Linked DNA regions of Sus scrofa: region 1 is linked to region 2. The links are chromatin contacts, called in public Hi-C maps. All regions are on one chromosome and are shown on one strand. Each heading gives the region's core, a stretch centred on a gene start, on an enhancer-like site or on the middle of the called end of the contact. The rest is flanking DNA. Distances are from core to core; before and after follow the strand shown.

Region 1 (3,910 bases), core at 1,238-3,737, 210 kb before region 2:
CAAAACACAGTATTTCCTTAAACTGCAGGTCTCAACCTATCAGTGGGTTATGAAATCAACCTGGAATAAAATTCAAAATGCCGGAGCATATCACACACAGTTCTTTTTGTGTTTGTATGGCACCATGAGGTAAAAATTTTTTGTGTAGGTTGAAATTTTTTAAAAGGTTTAATAAAACATTGACCATAAGTATAGTAATAACCTCTTCTTTGGACTAAAAGAGGACTAAGAGGACACGAGAATCCATATGTATGGAAAAGATAAAAGCATTCACGTGCTAATGTTTTAGACTTTTGGGAAAGTGACCCACACTAAGAAATACATATGAACTAATAACACATACCTGTTATAATAAATATACAAAATAAAAATAAAAATTACACAATACTCTTACCCAGAAGTAAAACCTGATTTTTTTTTTCTTTCATTGCCCGTGACATACTGACTTATTAAACTGATTTTACAATCAGTGACTCTTTTACAGGTCACTACTCAAAATTTGAAAAATAACAGCCTTACAACTTCTGCAGCTCCATACCAAAAAAACAAACAACCCCATCAAAAAATGGGCAGAAGATCTAAACAGACAGTTCTCCAAAGAAGACATACAGATGGCCAAAAAACACATGAAAAGATGTTCAATATCACTCATTATTAGAGAAATGCAAATCAAAACCACTAGGAGGTAACATGTTACAATAGCCAGAATGGCCATCATCAAAAAGTCTACAAACAATAAGTGCTAGAGAGGGTGTGGAGAAAAAGGAACTCTAGTACACTGTTGGCGGGATTGTAAATTGGTGTGACCACTGTGGAGAGCAGTATGGAGATGCCTCAGAAAACTAAACATAGAACTACCATTTGATCCAGCAGTCCCACTCCTGGGCATCTATCCAGAGAAAACCACGACTTGAAAAGACACATGTACTCCAATGTTCACTGCAGCACTATTTACAATAGCCAAAACATGGAAACAACCTAAATGTCCATCGACACAGGAGTGGATCAAGAAGATGTGGTACATATACACAATGGAATATCACTCAGCCATTAAAAAGAACGAAATACCAGCATTTTTAGCAACATGGATGGACCTAGAAATTATCATGCCATACAATGAGACACCAACATCAAATGATTTCACTGACATGTGGAATCTGAAAAAAGGACAGACTGAACTTCTTTGCAGAACAGATGCTGACTCACAGGCATTGAAAAACTTATGGTTTCTGGAGGAGACAGTTTGGGGGGTGGGGGGATGTGCTTGGGCTGTGGGATGGAAATCCTGTGAAATCAGATTGTTATGATCATTATACAACTACAAACGTGATAAATTCATTTGAGTAATAATAATAAAAAATAATAGCCTTTAACATGCCTCCTGGCCTCAATCCTTAGCTAAGAGGTGGAGGTGGATCAGAAGGACTAAAGAGGTTAATGGTTATTATGCATGGTAAATACACTAAGGAGCTCACAAAATAACGATAGACTTACTTAGCTGTAATAAAACCTAAATAACGTTGCACTGCATCAATTGTTCGTTTTTGCCTCTCTGTCTGAGGGTACACAGGAGGAAATAGTAGATAAGATTAATGAGGGTTGGTGAGGAATCACAGGAGGCGGGATAGAGATGAAGGAAACACTTGAAACTAACAAGAACTAGGGCACTGATAACTAACCTGCCTCAGTCAAGGAAGTGAGACTGGTCCAGGATGCTGGGTCAGAAAGACAGGTGCTGACTGAACACGCTCCCAGCTTTGTTTCCTGACGGCCGGCTGAGGCACTACACCTTGGCGACAACTAGCAAAGGCTTACAGTCTAGTTCCTGGGAGGCTCCCAGTTCCCTAGGCTAACCTTTTGGTGCTGTGCTCAGAGGAACCTACGTTAGGGGCTGGGAGAAGCAGGTTATCTGGGTATGAAGGATGGAGAACAGAGCTTATTCCAAGAATACGAGAGAGAAGGAGACCAAAATGCTGCTAGGCCTTCTCTATGACTGCGGCGGTTCGAATACAGAGAGAGCCCAAACAAAGGCGGCCTCTTTCTGCGTCAAGGCACACACCTGGAGTGAAAGCAACCACTGCCGAGACCCCAGGGTCCGCTGGCTGGGCCAACCCCTAGCTCTCAAAGCCCTCTTGCCCCCCCCCCCCCCATCCCATCACCCCTCGCGCGGAGTCCCGAGGCTGTCAGCCCCCTCCAGGCTCGGGAAAGGCATGGTTTTCCTTCCCGGCTTCTCCCTTAAGGCACTGCGGCCAGCCCAGTACCACTGAGTCTTGGCAAGGGTAGCAGTGCTCCCACCTTCACTTTAATTAGCATCTTCCTCCCAGTTTAGAGCTGCACACAGGTAAATTGCTGCTTCTGCCGCTGCGGTCGCCGCTACCGCTCCCCAGCACTCCGCCTGTAGAAGTCACTTCTGCTTCCGGGTCACTGTCTGGCTCCACCCACCCGCTCCACCCCCTCCTTTCCACGGGGTTCTGGAAAGGCTCAGAAGTGCTCTCGCGTTTCTTTTTGGGGGCATAAAAAAAGAAGGCAGTCCGTTTAGTTACAGCAGAGATGACGCCACTCCGATCCTGAGAGTCCCTAGCGAGCCAGGGCTAGTGGACAGTGGGGGCGGGACGAATTACTTCTCCCATCATGCCAAGGAGCAGGCCCGCGCGTCCCACCCTGGGAGTTGTAGTCTCCTGTCCCTTGAATCCAACGGCATTCTCAGCGTGTGAACTCTGTTACCCAGAAGTCTTCTCAGGTCCTCCACCGAAGCTGGAATTCCTTGGTTAATTGTTCTCTCTGGCTATTAGCGGAACCTGTTAGTGTGGCCCACGAAGGTCAGCGGAGCTGCGCGAGGCTAGTTGCTAAGCAAGAGGACCTTCGGTCAACTGCCACCTGGGCCTCGACGAGAGGAAGTGAGTACCCCTACTCCGGAAGCTGGTTATGGGACCCCACTGTTCCCTCCTGGTCGGCTTCTTACCCCAAATTTCTCTTTGCAAGGGCAGGAAAAAGAAGAGTGACCTTTCTAGGGTCACTCACGACTCCGCTCCAGTTCTTCTCCTCCAGGAAATAGTACGTGGGATGGAAACACCAATAATAATTGAAACCACGGGACAGGTCTGAGGTGACTGTCTTCACGGACCGTGCCTCGGCCAGTGCTCTGATCTTCCACATCTAAGCAAGAAGCCCTGCCATTAAGGCCTAAGAGGAGATTGGTTCAGCTACCACTTCCTTACTTTTCCTACCCTCCAGGTCTCAAATTCGTCACTACCCCGAAGTCCCTGCCATGCCTCACATCGACAACGACGTCAAACTGGACTTCAAGGATGTCCTGCTGAGACCCAAACGCAGTACCCTTAAGTCTCGAAGTGAGGTGAGCCTGCTTCCTTTGTTGCTTCTTCTTGAGCCCACCTAATTGCTCCTGGTGGGCCAGGACTGAGACAGATTCCTGGCTCTTGCCCTCCTGCAATACTTGTCTTTTGGATCAATAAATGCTCAGTGTCCTGTTCCTATCTGCAGGTGGATCTCACAAGATCCTTTTCATTTCGGAACTCAAAGCAGATGTACACTGGGATCCCCATTATCGCTGCCAATATGGATACTGTGGGTACCTTTGAGATGGCCAAGGTTCTTTGTAAGGTAGGACTTCCCTTGTGCCCCTTCCTCATAGTGTCCAGGTTTGGGGGCTGACTGCAGAGGTATCTGCATCTCCACCCCTATCTCAGGTCAACTCTAGCAATTAACAGTGAGGATGCTCAATTTACTGTTTTAAAGCAGTACTAAGACCCCTTTATCTGGATTCAAAAGGCCATCTGGATTTTTAAGTTGGTTTTTTGTGGGTTTTTTTTTTCGCTTTTGAGTTGTATGAGTTCTTTATATGTTTGAATATTAACCCCTTATCAGATATATAGTTTTAATTTTTTTTTTC
Region 2 (4,329 bases), core at 224-2,723:
TGGAGAACAGAGTGTAATCTGATTACTGATTTTGGCAGAAGCTGAGAGTTTGGGGAGAGAAGGCCATAAGGGTTGCTTGGAGCTGGGATCTAGAAGGCCTTGGTTGCCAGGCCTGGGCTTGTGGAAGTATTCGGTAGATAAAGGGCACGTGTGGAAGAAGACTTTTGTGTAGAGGAAGAGCATGTTCTCTTGGGGGAGGACAGGAGAGACTAGAGGGTGGTAAGTGGCTGGGGGCAGGGAACTCTCTTATCAGGAGGCTATGCAGTATCACCTCAGTTGCAAAGTCCGAATAGCTAAGGTGGTAGTAGTGGGCTGGTAAGGAAGGGGGCAGAGGTGAAGGCTTTTTGGAGGAGGAGCATGATGGGTTTGTGACTAATTGGTGGGGTAGCATAGAAGAAGACAGGTCTTTCTGTATGGTACTAACAAGCCACGAAGTGTTGGGTGGAGGATTGTGGTGACTGGAGTGGATGCTATTGGCCGACCATGATGGATTCATCTTTGTTTCCTTTCTAACTCATGTTGCCTGTATCCAGTCAGTCACCTGGTGGCTGGTGAGGGGTCAAGGTGAGGGGGCTGGATCTCCGTCACCAGAAGTGGGTCATGGGAGTCAATAGTGCTCTTTGCGGTTGGGACCTTGGAGAATTCCAATATGGCTGCTGTGGTTTTTGAGACAGGTTCATGGTGAAGCTGGCCGAAGAGACAGATGGGATCATTGTCTCCAATGACCAGTTCCGGGACCTGGCAGAGGAGTCAGAGAAGTGGATGGCAATCATCAGAGAGCGGTGAGGGAGCCCTCCCCTGAGAATAGGGCACGGACTCAGACCTTTCTCTAAAACCAGCTCTGCTCTGCCAGCGGGTGAGGACTCTGGGAAGGGGCTGCCATTGCTTTGTGAAGGATGGTAGCCGGCAGCTTCTGGTGGTGTTGGTCTTAGCTGTCTGGGAGGTGGGCAAGAGCCCCTCTGTGACCACACTTCTTTGTGCCCATCTAGTCTGCTGCCCTTCACCTTCGTGGGAAACCTCTTCATGGTGCCTGATGACCCACTGGGGCGAAATGGCCCCACACTGGATGAGTTCCTGAAAAAGCCGGTCAGGTAATGCCCAAAACTCTCCCAGGCAGCCCCCAGGCTTGGTCCTTGCTCTGCAGGGGCCTTGTAGGCCTGGAGAATTGAGGGAAGAATGACCTCGGTCTTTTGGCCAGTTTTCTCCTGTAATAGTGCAGGTTGCCTTGGACTTGCCCTTTAACTGCTTCCCAAGGAATCCTGACGCAGACGTCCTGGCTGAGAGGGAAGCCCCTGCTTCCTGTTTTCCCTCATCAGTGTGTTGGATGGAGTTATTTGGAAGATGGTTGCTTTTACTTAGAGGCAGTTGCATTGAGCACGCCCTCTGCTGGACAGAAAGTGATTACTGTATTAGACTGGAACTAGATAGTGGCAGGCTCACCTTCCCTTCAGAAGTGGGTTGATAGTGCCACTCAGTGGTCAGTTTCTGGAACTCTAGGGTTGCTCGCTGGAGCCAGTACTAGGCAGGGTAGTTAACTGGGAGTGGAGGGCTGGGAGGTCCACTGGCTCATAACTTCCCTCCAGGATGCTCATCAACTCTTCCTGTTCTGTCTGCTTTTTCCCAGGGCACAGGGATCTTCTAAGGCTCAGCATTCTGCCAGGGGCTTTGCAGAACATGGCAATCAGCAGCAGGGGAAAAAAGAAGAAGAAAAAGGCAGTGGTGGCCTTCGGAAGACACGGGAGACAGAGCGGCTCCGGCGCCAACTGCTGGAGGTATTTTGGGGCCAGGATCACAAGGTGGACTTCATCCTGCAGCGAGAGCCATACTGCCGGGACATCAACCAGCTCTCCGAGGCCCTGCTCAGTCTCAATTTTTGAGCCTTACCTGTCTGAGTGACTGCCACCCCATCAGCTCCAGCCCCGCCCAGCTCAGCTCATTCTGTGAGGCTCCCTCTGCTGCTCAGAGCCTAACCCAGACCCACCCTGAGTTAGTGTTTTGGGTCAGGGAAACACTGAGGAAGAACATTCATGTTGGGGGAATGCTCTTGCTGGGGGCGCTTTGGGGGACAGGTCCATAAAGTGACCTGATATCATCTTGAGTGAGGACCTCAACCAGCTCTTAGGAGGTTCTGCTCAGCCTTAACTTCTCAACCATGCATTATGCAGGGTTTCTGTAGGGAGTGGGGGCTGCTGGAAAGGGTATGTCCCAGAGATTAGGACTGCTGGGCCCTCCTCCATGCCGAGCTGGAGATGGAGGCTAGGATGGGTCGGAGAGGAATGTAGAACAGGTGGCAAGGAAGCTAAGCCTTTCCTCCTCCTGGCTGATGCTCTGATGGCCAGAGGACAGGACGCCTCCCAGGCCTGGCTGGGCTCCTGGGTACATCGAAGGGAATGCTGGGCCCTCGAAAGGCTGGTGTTCTGGGTTACTGTGGGTCAGGGGGGAGCTGGTGGAGAAGGCAGGGGGAGACTTTGGCTTCTGGTCTCAGCTGTGCCTGTCTGTGACTTTGACTGATCTTGGTCTTTACTTCTGCCTATAAGTCGGGGGTAAAAATGCCTGTTTGAAGGAGAGAAGAGAATGTGGAGGAAAACTCCTTGGAGGAAAGGTACTTGGACCAAGTCTCAGGTGTCAGTCTGTGGGTTACACAGGCTTCCTAACCAAAACCTCACTTTCAGAGCGCTGAGGGTCCTCTGTCTCCAGGGCCTGTGCCCTAGATTTTAACACTGCATCCTCAGTAAAATGTGCCCTATAATGGCTGCACTCCTTTTGAGCAACCCCTCTAAATCCACATTTACAAAACAATTAGTTAGGGTTGACTGTTTGCATTTCTGGAATACTCTCAGGGTTCGTTCCTATCAATGGCAGCTCTCTTGTTGCATTCAAGTGCTTGTTTACAGTTCAACGAATGTGTCAGAAAGTCCCCAGTCCCAGGTTAATGCATGAGCTCCAGCATTGAACAGTCACCAAACTGATTAAGTCATGCTCTGAGAGGACAGTGTTCATGAGACCTGACCCTTGTTTTTTCTACAGTACACAAATGTTGCCTAAAGCGATCACCCGCTTCTACGTGTGTGTGTGTGTGTGTGTGTGTGTGTGTGTGTGTGTGTGTGTGTGTGTGGATGTGGATGTGGATGGGAGGGTTTGCAGAGGTTGTATCTAGAGGAACCAATCTGAAAAACGAAAACTGAAGTATCAGTCAGAAGGTACTTGACTGGCTACCAGACCAACTGCTGTCACATCAGGACTTTCCCTCTCCACCTTGATTCCTATAAGTCATTGTCCTGTATGTGCTTGAAGTCCTCCTATGCCAGGGAGTCTACTACCTCCAAGGCAGCCCATCCATCCGTGGACAGTATTAGTCAGTCCTTCCTCTGGTGCAGCCCGATATGCTTTTTGGTGACTTTTAGCTTTGAGGCCGGTCATTCCCTCAGGAACAGTACTGAGCCAGTCAACTTCCTCAAGAGTCCAAGACCACATAAAGATGTAGGACAGGTGCCCCTAGGTTCTGTGCAGTCTGGGCCCTGCAGCAAATCCCTGGACATGGTCCTTTTTAAGGCTCTGACTCCTGCTCCCTGAGCAGCACAGGGAGTTGACATCACCCCAGATCCTTGTTATCAGCAGCTAGCACGTGGAGCTGAGTGATAGAGCTCCCTGGGTCCCAGTGTCTTCCCCGTTGGTCATGAACACTGCTACACGACACTCACCTGGCTGGGAGCAGGTGTGTTGGAGTGAGGCCAGTCGAGGTGGTGACAATGATTCAAAGACAACCCATAGTCCCCTCAGAAGAAAAGAGATTGGTTAATATGGCCTGAATTGGGGGCTAGGGGAACTACTTCTGGTTAAACTGTGGCAGACATCGGGGTCGAAAAAAGGGAAAGGGTTCTTGAGGAAGCCTTTTTTTCCCTGATAGGGTGGAGTTTGTAGTTTTGGATAGGTCCCTTGTACCTCTCACTTTCAGTGCTGGTGGGGGTGTATGGGCTCGGGGTATTTTCTGCCCTTTTGTGCTAGGGACCATGGTTGACCAAAGTGGCCCCGATCAGGTAGGAGGCAATCCTTCGCTTCTGATAGTCCTAAGCTCTGGACAGCTTCGTCTTGCTGCAGCTTGATGAACTGGGACCAGCATGTGACTGCTTTATCAACTCACTGCTGTCCAGTGACAGACTGAATGAAGGCTGTCTTAGACTTGGGCCTCATCTTTTCCTCTGCTGGCACCCTAAGGGCATTGTGTGAACAAGTATGCTAGGTGACCACAGCCCACCGGAAATGGATCACAATTCCTCTTGTCTCTTCATTTCTACCTTTGTCATAACCTCATGCCTCAAATTTGTTGGG

The links. A called contact is a pair of places that touch in the nucleus more often than the background predicts.
Region 1: a contact with region 2 is called in a Hi-C map of omental adipose tissue, with 1.9 times the contacts expected there. The contact joins the promoter of GMPR2 here to the enhancer-like site in region 2. A contact is called at or near these places in 6 of 47 Hi-C or Micro-C datasets (liver, mesenteric adipose tissue, omental adipose tissue and 2 more) and 1 of 2 datasets of contacts at active chromatin or transcription factors (alveolar macrophages).

The regions. Positions count from the first base shown.
Region 1 is chr7:75,068,656-75,072,565 of Sscrofa11.1, reverse strand. GMPR2 (GMP reductase 2) reads left to right here and starts at 2,487. Exons shown (of 10, transcript XM_001928014.5): 1 at 2,487-2,897; 2 at 3,235-3,355; 3 at 3,502-3,621. The coding sequence starts at 3,269. NEDD8 reads right to left here and starts at 2,619. Exons shown (of 4, transcript XM_003128544.4): 1 at 2,296-2,619. The coding sequence starts at 2,313.
Region 2 is chr7:74,854,490-74,858,818 of Sscrofa11.1, reverse strand. KHNYN (protein KHNYN) reads left to right here. Exons shown (of 8, transcript XM_021099195.1): 6 at 675-782; 7 at 990-1,091; 8 at 1,625-4,329. The coding sequence ends at 1,877. SDR39U1 (epimerase family protein SDR39U1) reads right to left here. Exons shown (of 6, transcript XM_013978164.2): 6 at 3,079-4,329. Among named protein-coding and RNA genes, the nearest start is that of SDR39U1, 5.6 kb to the right of the region's middle. Within about 2 kb of position 1,473, at least 16 of the 83 cell types and tissues checked have an H3K27ac peak or open chromatin away from gene starts, as enhancers often do. A contact at or near this core is called in alveolar macrophages and omental adipose tissue, where this site is marked.